2 separate regions of the Mus musculus genome follow, and region 2 is linked to region 1. Evidence: chromatin contacts called from public Hi-C data. All regions are on one chromosome and are shown on one strand. The core of a region is the stretch at or near the end of the contact, and the rest is flanking DNA. Distances in the headings are between cores, read along the strand shown. Region 1 has its middle 670 kb from the start of D3Ertd751e. Region 2 has its middle 1.2 Mb from the start of D3Ertd751e.

Evidence for each region. Hi-C and Micro-C count contacts between places; a contact is called where the count stands out from the background.
Region 2: a Hi-C map of liver shows a contact between it and region 1, with 3 times the contacts expected there. The contact joins two enhancer-like sites. A contact is called at or near these places in 2 of 484 Hi-C or Micro-C datasets (cerebral cortex and liver).

What each region holds. Positions count from the first base shown.
Region 1 is chr3:42,407,433-42,413,702 of GRCm38.p6, reverse strand. No RefSeq gene overlaps it. Among named protein-coding and RNA genes, the nearest start is that of D3Ertd751e, 670 kb to the right of the region's middle. Within about 2 kb of position 4,347, at least 8 of the 459 cell types and tissues checked have an H3K27ac peak or open chromatin away from gene starts, as enhancers often do. A contact at or near this core is called in liver, where this site is marked.
Region 2 is chr3:42,894,837-42,901,122 of GRCm38.p6, reverse strand. No RefSeq gene overlaps it. Among named protein-coding and RNA genes, the nearest start is that of D3Ertd751e, 1.2 Mb to the right of the region's middle. Within about 2 kb of position 1,997, at least 7 of the 459 cell types and tissues checked have an H3K27ac peak or open chromatin away from gene starts, as enhancers often do. A contact at or near this core is called in liver, where this site is marked.

The DNA of each region.
Region 1 (6,270 bases), core at 3,098-5,597:
CTCCTCCTCTTCTTCCTCCTTCTCTTCCTCCTCCTCCTCCTCCTCCTTCTCCTCCTTCCTGGGGCATCACAAGGGTTGTGGGGTAGACCTGGGAGGACTGGAATTCAGTGTGATCAGGTTCATGATGTAACATGCCCAACTAATCAATAAAGATATTAATCTTTAATTATAAAGATAAATTTAATAAAAATAATTAATTTTGTTAACAATATCAAAACCAATATATTAAAAGTATTTTCATCATCAAATACATATGAAAATAATTTATAATATTTTATCAAAGCCATTAATACTATGTTCATATTTTATTCTTACCACAAATATCCATTTTAACAAGTCAGCTTTCAGGTACTAAGTAACCATAGATAGGGAGCAGTTACCAAAATAGTGTAGTATTGAAAAATTGAGGGTGCCAATTTAAGAGACCTGTATCTCTACAAAAAGGCTATCATAGGGTTTGAGAAAACGCCTCAATTCTGGCAAAATTCCCATAGGAAAAGGACATAGACTTTCTCTTCTTTATTAGCTATCTGTGGAAGAGTTGAGCTGCATGCCACTTTCCCACTGCTGCTAAGGTAGAGAGAACTAAATACAGGGACCAGCAAAGGGCAAAAGTTGCAAGAAGCAAAGGGGCCAACAGACTCTACCTTTAAACCCTGACTTCTTCAGGCATTCTTTCTACAGCCTGAGAATTCCTTCTGTTTAGAGTCACTGCACCACAGGAAAGAGAAGCTCAAATGTAAGGATATTATGAGGATTTAAACACCTTGAAGTCACGTGAAAAAAAAATGACCACAAAGAGGATGGGGAACTAAATACCTTTTCTGAGACTCTAGTCTAGAAGGCAGAATGGCAGCATTATCAAGACCATAAAACCAACAAACAATAAATCAAACAATGAGAATTCAAGACCATCTTTAAAGCAAGTGAAAAGGTATCTGCCTGCCTGTTCTCTACTGCTCTGCTGTTTCAACTGGAGGAACTTAAGAGTGGAGAGGGTGCTGGGCATGGTGGCACACACCTTTAATCCCAGCACTCTGGAGGCAGAGGCAGGCAGATTTCTGAGTTCGTGGCCAGCCTGGTCTACAAAGTGAGTTCCAGGACAGCCAGGGCTATACAGAGAAACCCTGTCTCGAAAAACCAAGAGAGGGTTAGAGACAGTGGAGGCCATGGAGACAATGATAGGCAGAGCACAAGCCAATCCTCACCGTCCATGAATGCTCATGGAACTGAGTCTAGGTCTTATGCTTGGAAGACTGAAATACCTGTGGTCAGAATTAAGTCTTTTTGTTGTTTTTAGTTAATGTATTTATTGTTATTAGATATTTTATTTACATTTCAAATGTTATCCCCTTTCCTTGTTTCCCCTCCTAAACCCCCCATATCCCCTCCCCCCTCCCCCTGCTCACCAACCCACCCACAACCTCTTCCCTGTCCTGGCATTCCCCTACACTGGGGCATTGAGCCTTCACAGGACCAAGAGTCCCTCCTTCCATTGATGTCTGACAAGACCATCCTCTTCTACATATGCAGCTAGAGCCATATACTCTTTGATTGGTGGTTTAGTCCTTGGGAACTCTGTGGGTACTGGTTGGTTCATATTGTTGTTCCTCGTATGGGCCTGCAAACCTCTTCAGCTCCTTGGGTCCTTTCTCTAGCTCCTCCATTGGGGGACCCTGTGCTCAGTCCAGTGGTTGGCTGAGAGCATCCACTTCTGTATTTGTCAGGCACTGGGAGAGTCTCTCAGGAGACAGCTATATCAGGCTCCTGTCAGCATGTACTTGTTGGCATCCACAAGAGTGTCTGGGTTTGGTAACTCTATTGGATGGATCCCCAGGTGGAGCTGTCTCTAGATGGCCTTTACTTCAATCTCTGCTCCACACTTTGTCTCTGTGTCTCCTCCTGTCCTTGTAATGTTTCGCCAGCAAAACACACTCGGACAACCAGATCCTTCTATGGCAAAGCTTTATTGCTTACTTCTCAGGAAGACCCCGAACCCGGAAAAAGGAGCTGCTTAAATACCCCTCCGTGTGACGTGTCAGCTTCTGATTAGCTGCTCACTCATCACCCCACTATTACACCCTGGGATGGGCAGTGACTTGGCATGAATTTACTCCAGCACCTGCCTGCGCACATTGCTTGTTTACTAGTTAGGCACTGAGGAAGCCAGTGCCATCTTGTAATGGCGATTGTGCACAACTTCCCACATCCTCCCATGGGTATTTTGTTCCCTCTTCTGAAAAGGACCAAAGTATCCACAATTTTGTCTTCCAAATGAAATAGAATTGTTTGAAAAAAGCAAAACTGGGCTGGAGAAATAGCTAAGAAGCTAAGAGAATTTTGCAGAGGGTTCAATTGCCAGCTCTCACATGGCAGTTCACAACCATTTGTAAGTCCTGAAGATTTGATGTTCTCTTCTGGACTCTACAAACACACTCACACAAGTGATGGAAATACATACTTTCAGTAGTTGCAGCATTTTATTTGAAGAGACACGATATTATTATTGGGGAGTTATTTTGTAGCTTGAATGGAAGCAGGAAGAGTAGTATAGAAAATACCAGCTCTCTCTTGGTTATATTAAAGCATAGTGGGTAGGGCATTGAAAGCATGGCTGGAAAGTAGAAAGCAGATTCTAAAGACATAGGTACATGTGATTGAGAGTGGCTGAGAGGGAAGATGCAAAGAGCTTTCTAACACCTAGAGAAGTGAACCAATGAAGGTAGCATAGCCTGTAGTGAAAGTGAAGACAGCAGTGTGAGCACCGGGAGTCTGGAATCCTTGAGGACCATTTAAAGTCCAGTATACAAACTGAACAAGGACTTCAGAGACACAGAGAAATGTGAGCAACTAATATATAAATTCTAGAGATGAGAACATGGAGGTGGTGAAACCCACAGGTCTCTTTGTAATGGACAGAAAGAAAAAATACCATCCCATAAGAAACCAAGAACAATGGAGAAAGAAGCTTGAAAAGAGGACAGTCAAGTGTCTCACAGGGTGCAGATGTGTTGAATGAAATGAATCAGGAAGAAACCAATGGTTTTGACAACTGGAAACTTTTTTGTGACTTAATTAAACAAATTCAAGGACAGTATATCAAGCTAAAGATAATGGAATGGCAGGCACTGTTACAGGTCATGGAATAGAGGAAGATGTGATAGGCTGGTTCTAGGAGCTACACCATCCCTGTGATAGCTTCATGGGATAAGGGATGAAGTTCCTTAGGGACTGCCCAGGGCTCTAAGGGAAGCCAAGGTTGACACAAAAGGCTCGCAATTCAAGCAATTCAAGCTAGCTATAAACGACTTAAGCTATCAAGCAATTTTCAGTATCACAGACTCTTGGTGTCCTTACTAAAACAATGATAAAATTACCAGCACCAGACAACTTTATTAGTAAAACCATGCTATATTAATAAAAGTTGAAAATACCAGATTGTATTAGAATCTGCAACTCTAAAGAATCTTGAGAATTTAAATATATTATAAGTTCACTAAATAAGTGATAAAGGGCCTTACTTTAAGTATATTTCAAAATTATATAACTCCTCTTTATTTGTCTCCAGATAATATTATTTATTTATAACCTGTCAGGGTCTATAACCAAAGTTAAAAAGAATATGATGCTGAAAGTTTTTTAAAAAATCAATACCATTTCCCTAGTGATGGGAAAAACTGAAAAAAGAAAGCAAATCATGGATTTCTTAATCCTTTGCATTTGATTGATTTTAGAACATGTTAAATTGAATATTAACTTCAAGGAAACAACGGTTTTAAATTTTGCCTCAAAAAGCAAACATTTGGATCAATATTTAAGTATGAAAATATTAGATATCTTACAAAGTTTATTCTCTTAATAATCTCTGTGTGAAAGATTAGTTTTCATGAGAACAATGGAACTGTAAATAAGCTATATAATTTACTTCTGAGACACTAAAAGACTAACGGTCTTTATAAAATATATCTGCAACTGTATTCTCCATAGCCATCTTTGTATACCACTCCTAAGAGGTTGAAAATTATGAAGAAACAATGTAAAGAGAGAAACTGTCACATCCTGAGCCCATTTAAAAAGACTTTTTGTTCATCTCTCACTTGCTTATTAGTATGTAAACAGTCATCTTAATATTTATTTGTATAGAGATTTTTATCAGATGGCATTGCTCCAAGTTAAAAAAAAACTGTAGCAAAGTCCAGTTCACTAGTAAATGTGATGCTTAAAGCTAAAAGATAACATTGAACAAAAGTGGTAATTGCCATCTGTCTCATAAAAACACAGAAGCCTACGCAATGCCAACCAATATGTTCTGTCAAAGCAGTGACTTAAAATATGTTCTGCTAGCACTAAAATGGCAATAAGCAATTTGAAAGGAAACTTATACTTGACCAAATTGTCCCCTACAGCTCATAAACACCTCTGTTTGTGCCCTTGGAGTTTATCAGGGCTGTGAGAGACATTTATTGACTTTTACTTGATCTCCTATTGCCAAAACACACCAAGGTTAACACAGTTACCCAACACCTTTGATGCAGCCAGGAAAATGTTTGACTGAAAAATGTGTGCAATTTAACCAACCATGGAGCAAGTGCCTTCAGGAAGTTCACTACCACAATCATTTCAAAATGTCAGTTAACCCAGTGCTGTGACAGCACAGTCTGCGAACACACCTCAGGCCTCTCTGCTAAAAAGAGGAGGGTCAGCTTTAAATGGATCCTTGTTTTCCCTCCTGAGCTATCTGGAATGTGGGGCTAATATTTGCTCTAGAAAAATTTTGGAATAATATATACTGCAAAGCAAACACATGCATCTGACTCTTTATATAAGATGCTAAAGTAAGAGGTAAAATTTCCAAATGCTCACATAAGATTTGACATATCACTCCCTATCAAACCAAAAAAAGATTGTACATTAAGCTCACTTAAAATGTAATTCCAAGTATACTCTAAACAACTGGCTAATGCAAAGATTAGCTGACAATAGTTGTTGTCTACCAATCTTCCGTATGTGACTCAGTCACTGTAACATAAACAAACCACCTTTTCTATTGCCAGTTAAGAAGTCACAAAATTTGTAGGAAAATTAATTAATAACTTCAGAGACAGAGAAGTTAGAGGCAGAGGGGAAAGAAAAAAAAACCAGTCACAATCTGAGAAGGTTTTTGTCATTAATTTAAGCCCCTTTTGACTAATCCCTCTAGTTTATGCTTGTGGGCCTAGTCAGGATTCAGCAATGTTCTCATACAACAAAATGTGATATAGCTTTGTTGCGTAGGCAAACCACTAATGAACAATCCAACTTTCCACCAATTAATGTTCTTTCAAATATTATTCTGTGTCTGCCCCAAAGAGGTAGCATGATACACTGTTTCCACACTGCATTATCTGAGGAGATAGTGTTGTAGTCACTGACAGTGTACTCACAGCCTGAGTCTTGCTTAAGGAACTGGAAGCTTCCTGTAAGTTATGAATTCCTGGGGCTGATGGTGAAGTTGCGCATGCATTGTCACCCACTCCTCTTCGCACCCTCGATTGACTTTGCAAAGGAGACCAATTTCTAAAATAAATATTACCTTTGTATAATGCATAACCTAATCCACTACACACTAATTCCGACAAATATTGATAGAGATCCCCTCACAAGTTAGAGATGAACGACACAACCACTAAGCCGTTTTCTATATTTGCCATTGCACTAAATGCAAAAGGCATTTATCCCTAATGGGTTATGTGAGAACCCTGAGGTTCCCTCACCAGAGTCTTTTGAGTAAACTGGGTCAGATTTACCGCAAGAAAATATACCGTATTTTGTTACAATATCAGAAGGTAGCTGGCACAAGAGAGGTATTAATTAGAGCGTTTGCGTAAATAATGAGCAATGAGCAAATTAAATATTTGTCTCTGTGTCTCAGAGTACTGTGCAAGTGACACGTGTTAAAGACCTCAGAGCTGGAGAGATGGCTCAGAAGTGCAGACGCTGCTTGCTGTTCTTCTGATGAAATAGTTTTAAATCCCAGCGTTGACATGAGGTTATTGACGAGAGCTTGTAGTTCCAGCTCCAGAGCATCTTGTAGCCTTTCTGAGAATCCATACACACCTTCAATCACATCCATAAACCCTCACACACATCCACATGACTGAAAATAAAAATAAGGTCTCAAAAACAAACTCAAAGCCACCGTTAAAATACTTTTAAGTCACTTCCTAGTAGTGAGGCACATCATCAGAAATAAAACCAACAAAAGCAGTTTGAAAATATATTTCTGTATCT
Region 2 (6,286 bases), core at 748-3,247, 490 kb before region 1:
TGCATTCTCTCTATTCCTCAACAGAGATGCCAAGATTTCTTCACATCAGCATTACACTGGCCAATTGTTAGTTTTGATTTTCGCCTCTAGTATAAAGACCCCAATATTACACTGAGGGTGATGACAATCAAATTTCTTGTCCTGCAGGAATATATGTATATGTGTGTGTGCATATACATATATGGATATTATACATATGCATATGTATATACATATAAACATACATGTACACTTTAGAGGCTATTCCTTCTCCAGCATTCCTACAATATAGGAAACTTTACTTCGTGTTGTTCATTCTATCACTTTGTCCTCTATGAGTCCTCTAAGGGCACCCTATGTACCTTTCACTACCACTGGACTACTGACATTTATTTTCTTCAAGGATTACACAGATCCCTCCAGGGCCCTATTATTTATGCCTGAGAAGGGATGATTGCTACTTGTAGACAATGTTATTGCTAACTAGAGAGTTAAACATCTCTGTTTTCTCTAGCTTCAGCTTTATTTTACATTTTTGTGACAGTCAAATTAGATTTCAGTCCTAGTGGCAGAGATCCCACTGGGAACAGTGTAGGGTCTAGAAGATTTTAAATGTCAACAGAAAGGGAAGTTCCTCAGAATACTCTCAGACATGTTTCTTTAAGCGTTGAATTTGGACAGAGGGTAAAGCCAATGTCAAGTGTCTACATTTTCACAGACTTTATTGGAAACTGGGGAAGGACTGGAGAATGTAGAAAGACAAGAGACGGAAGGGCAAGGAGTACTTGAAGCACTTTGGCTCTGCTTTTGGAAGTATGAGAGTGTGGCTCTGTGCACTCCAAGGAACCCTGAACAGTGCATCAATGCCAGATTAAGCAAAGGTACATTTTATATATTATCTTTGTTCAGCTCTCTAGAAAAGGTGCTAAAACAGAATTATTCTTAAAAACTCAGGAATGTGTAAATACCTAAACATCTACAGTGGCTTGCACAGGGAGACACTATGCACTAATATTTGTCTTGCCTTTTAAACAACAACAACACTCCTGAAGAAAGCCAATTAAAATTGCATTTACTGGAAAACTGAGGGCTTTATAAAACACAAGGAAGAACTTATTATGTGGCTACTTCTTTCAAATGGAAGCCATCCCTCCTAAAGGGAGGCTGGTAAGAATACAGAAGTTAATGAAATTTACATGGGTCTGGAAGCATCAAGAATTAACAAGATTTTAAAGTTCTTCTCTGAAGCTAACAGCAATGTTTGATGGGGAGAGGAGATTGTCTTTCTATCTTGAACTGCTTCTGCTACATTTTCCTACCTTACTTCTCATTTAGGTTCATGTCACTGTTCCAGGTTTTCTTAGTCTTCAGTGCATATACATATAAGGTTTGATTCAATTGGCCTGTAATTTCTTGAAGGTTATTTTTTTTAATCATCTCTTCATTTTATTGAAAAGGAATATTTTCTCTACAACAGAGACTTTTTGCATACTTAGGTATGGCGATTTGAAGAGGTTTGAAGAAGTATGACCTCCCATAGACTCCTGTGTTTGAATGCTTGCCTTATAGAGGAGTGGCAATATAAGGACATGTGGCCTAGTGGTAGATGTGTCTCAGTGGAGGCAGGGCTTTGAGATCTTAAGTGTTCAAGCAACTATGTCTAGAGTGAAAGGCATCCAGTATTATCCTTGCTGCCTTCAGATCACAGTATAGAAACCTCGGCTCCTCCAGCAACATATCTGCCTGCATACTGTGATTCTTTCTGCCACAATGATAATGGGTTAACCTCTGAAATTGTAAGACAGCACCAATTAAATGTTTGACTTTATAAGAATTTTCTTCATCATGGTGTCTTTTCACAACAATGGAAACCCTGACCAAGACAACAGATATCTGTAGTTGCCTTCTTCTGTTAATATTTAACAGACAATTTTATTTGCCCTTGTTAGCAGCCGAATAATCCATTTCACGCCACAAGTAAGTCTTCCTTGGATTGGATAATGGCTTTAATAAGGCTCTGTAAATAGCTGGTGAATGATTAGACAACAGTTAATGATTTAGTAAGTGTCCTTAGAAGTTGAGAGGCAGGACATTGAGAATGAAATGTTTACAGAGAGTATTGTGAATTTGAGATCACTGGTAATATGTTCTCTCTCTCTCTCTCTCTCTCTCTCTCTCTCTCTCTCTCTCTCTCCTCTTTAGAGGGTTTAGAGTGTGGAAACTTGAAGAAAAGTATAAAGAGACAACTCAAGCAGTTGAAGTAACTGATAGAATTTTGGGAAGAGAGGTCTGTTTGATTATTTGTGTTTCCGTAAACATTTGTGTGCCCATGTGTAGGAGTCAATAATTATGACTGTACGGAAGGCAGACTACCTTATTGTTCCCTGTAGTACACATTGTTAGAACCAATGCTGTCTAGCAACAATGTATTGTAGAGTTTTTGTTTTTGAGTAACCCAAAATTGTCTGGTGGGTCTCAAAGTTGGAGCAGTGTAAAAATAGAGGCTGCCTTGGGTAGGCAGTCACATCTAGCTATTGGTTAATATGGTCATTAAAATCTATGGACCAAGACATAAGATTTAGTGTCATTTTGCCTTATATCATTACAAGGAAGCAGAATGTGCTTGGTTGTGACAGCCAAACTCTCAAATGGGAGTCTGCATTGAATAGTGGTCCTTTGACGAAGATTTGAATGTCATAAGAAAGGAAAAGACTTTGAATTAGAACATCACTGCTATGAAGCCAAGAACTGCACTCTCTAAGATATGATGTTTTCAGAAGCATTTTCTGATCTAACTTAAGAGTATCCAAAAAGCTCCCAGGCAATCAGAGACTTAAAATCTGTCCTCAATCACACTTTGAAAGACTCAGACCTCCTTGAGATTTTGAATAGCTCCCTCAAAGAGCAGCTGTGCTTTGGTTGATTCTGTGATTTCCCCATCTGCTAAAATACAATTGTGTGGTTAGGGCCTGAGACAGTTTTGGAACCAGTGGCTAGGATCATGTGCTGTACTGAGGAAAATGTGACAGAGGGCAAAGAAAGAGACCAAGCCCTGGGGAATATGCTGTTTGACAAAGGGGCTAGGTTCTAGTTGACTAATGAAAGACTTCCAGGTTTGGGTTGGAGAGATAGCCCAGAGGTCAAAAGTAGTAACTACTATTGCAGAGCACCCAGGTTCATTTCCAAGCACCCACACATGGGCTCAAAACCACCTTTAACTCCAGCTCCAAGGGTATCCAGTGCCTCATTCTGGACTCTATACATGGCATACAGACACACATGGCACACAGGGGAAAACAGACATAAAATAAAAACAAAATCTAAATCTAACAAAAGAGGAACAAACTATATGGTGATGATTATGAGAGGGAGTTTGGGAGGCTTTGCTTTATGTTCTGACAGAAAAATATTTTTTTTGGTTATGAACTGAAAATTAGCATAACTTAACCTATTTACTTTCTTCTAACTTAACAACTGAGAAGAATCACACAGCTTCATAGTTTTTGTTTGTTTAGTTGAGTTTTGGTTTTGTTGTTCTGTTTTGTTGTTTAAATTTTGATCTCATTATTTATTTTTCTGAAACACTAGAAAATGGAGACAAGAAAAAACATATTCCTTTTGTTGACACTGGAGATCCTCCTTGGATTGACCTCCCTTGGTTTTGCCTGACAGTTTCTTTATAACTGCATGTGTGTGAGTGTGCTGGTCTTGACATCTGACCTGTTCCAGGGTCTCCAGTGAAAGCACTCTTAGGGAGTCTGAAAGCATAGGAGGTAGGAAGAAGCTAGGACTAGTTTGATTGTCTCTAGCTGCATATGTATCAAAAGATGGCCTAGTTGGCCATCACTGGAAAGAGAGGCCCATTGGACTTGCAAACTTTATATGCCCCAGTACACGGGAACGCCAAGGCCAAAATGGGGGAGTGGGTGGGTAGAGGAGTGGGGGGTGGGTATGGGGGACTTTTGGGATAGCATTGGGAAATGTAAATTAGGAAAATACCTAATTAAAAAAAGAAAAAAAAATTATAAAGACCAAAAAAAAAAAAAAAAAAAGAAGTGTCCTTGCTAGCACCTCAAAATTCATAGACAATCCTCTAATTAAAAGTATTTGTATTCGAAACATCTACAGCACTTTTTATTTTTGCACTTGATAATGAATCACAGCAGATTAGATATTTAGGAAAAGCAGAAAAGTGATTACTTATGAAGTTAAATATTTTTCAAGACATTTAAATCTATTAATGAATCTTGATATCTTATGAGGTATTCAAAGCATTGCAAATTATTAGCAGAAATAAGTTTTTCAACTTTTCTGTGTTCCTCTTTCTTCAAAAAGTTTTAAGAGGCTATGTAAACAAATTTTATGAATCAAAAAACATGAAATGATAAAAATCTCACTAAGCCTTAATTTTTGCTATATAGAAGTATGAACATTATAAACCAGCAATGGAAAAAATGATACAGTGATGTAGTCAACTTAGACATATGATTATTTTAAAGATGTCCCGTTGTTAGTATATTGTTTTCAAGTAGTGAATAATGCTTTGAGTAGTGAGACATCCATACAGGAAATGAATTTTAGTGGTAACATAAAGTCTGATTCAAATCCAGTCATAAAAAAGGACCTCTAGCCACTTGTTATAAAAAAAATATACAACAGAAAGTATACATGTTTTACTGAAATTCTAAAACTAATAGAATATAGGTCTTACACTCCATTCTCATCCACCTGAAATAATCAATAAAACTTGCAATAAACATGATAATTATATATTATAGTTACATATATAACTGATAATCAAGACAAACTATGTGTGTTTTTATGACATGCCCTGAGCGTATTCTGAATGTGTTTGGTGATAACTCAAGAGTATGATTGCTGTCATTTCGGTGTCTAGTGAGGCTGAGGCATATGTCTGTAATCTATTTCACACAGGTAGGTTTTAGAGCAGTAGTAGTTCCTCTGATCATGCCCTGCCATGTGTATAGAGAACAACCTGGTAGCTTTATTGACACAAAGATGCTCCCTCATCAACTGTCGTTTTCCAGAGCATCATCATGCAAAATGACTGGTAGTGAGAGCTGTTGTTACTGGCACTCACAGAGTAATTTATGATGTTGGAAGGGCCTCTGCCATTCTCCTAATTTACACTCTAAGTCAGGACTGCATTTGGATTTGTTCTTGTCACTTAGTTGTCACAGAGTCAAACATAAGCTGTGCATTTTAAGTGCATCTTTCTGTTGGCTGCTTCTTCTGTCTCCATGAGGCAGTAAGCACATGTTTTGCATTATTATATGTCACGACTATGGGCTCAAACTCGTAAATTTGTGTTCAGAATCTGAATGCATTATCTGAAACTCAGCAAAACACATCTAAGAAAAAAGCATTATTTCATTATAATTTATTAACTGTCAGTTTTATTTGAAAGTTGGTCATAAATACAATCTAATTCAAACTTAAGGACATTTTTAAAATGTGAGAATTATCACAGATGTTTCCACAAATGACCCTTACTAAGTATCAATATGAGACTACCCTAAATCAATTTGCACAATTAATTTATCATGAAAAATACATTCTAAAACAGTTTGGATTATATTGCATTCAGAGCACAATTATAAAATAATGTGCTAAGCGAAAGTTATGACCCTTGCTTATCTCCCATTTAACTGCAGATTCCAGAAAAATGATTTGACATGGACTATAAAAAAGTGTTCTTTTCTAATATTCACTACAGGTAGGATATTATAAATTTGTTTCTCATTTGTATTAGTTATTCATTACTAACCAATAAGTTAGCCTTATATACATGATTTTCTTTCTGGTAACAAATCACATAGAGTTATTTACAATATTTTTTGCTACTTTAACAATTAATACTATTCATTGGTAGAGACTATCTTGTTTGCATATGTTGTTTATACAAATTTTAATCCGGGATGAATCACTAATAATAATAACATCAACAATTATAAATGGAAACAAATATGTAGGATTGATATAAATGCTATGAAAAATAATTTTTACCCTGTATAAAATAAAACAATATTACTTAGAAAACTTGTTCAAATGTCAAGTAATCACAAGTTGTTGATGATGGGCTGTTTGTCCTTGTTATTGTCTTGAGTCAGCATATAGCATGAAAAGCTGCAATTGTTAGAAGGAATCTTACAGCGTGTATTATTTACATATGTCCAGTAGGCTTTTGGCCTTGTTTCAGTTCTAAGAATACAGCCTTTTCCAAAAAGCAAGAGAAAATTGCAGTAGAGCTAATAGACAAAGCCAGAGATTCGAAGAGCAGGTCCCT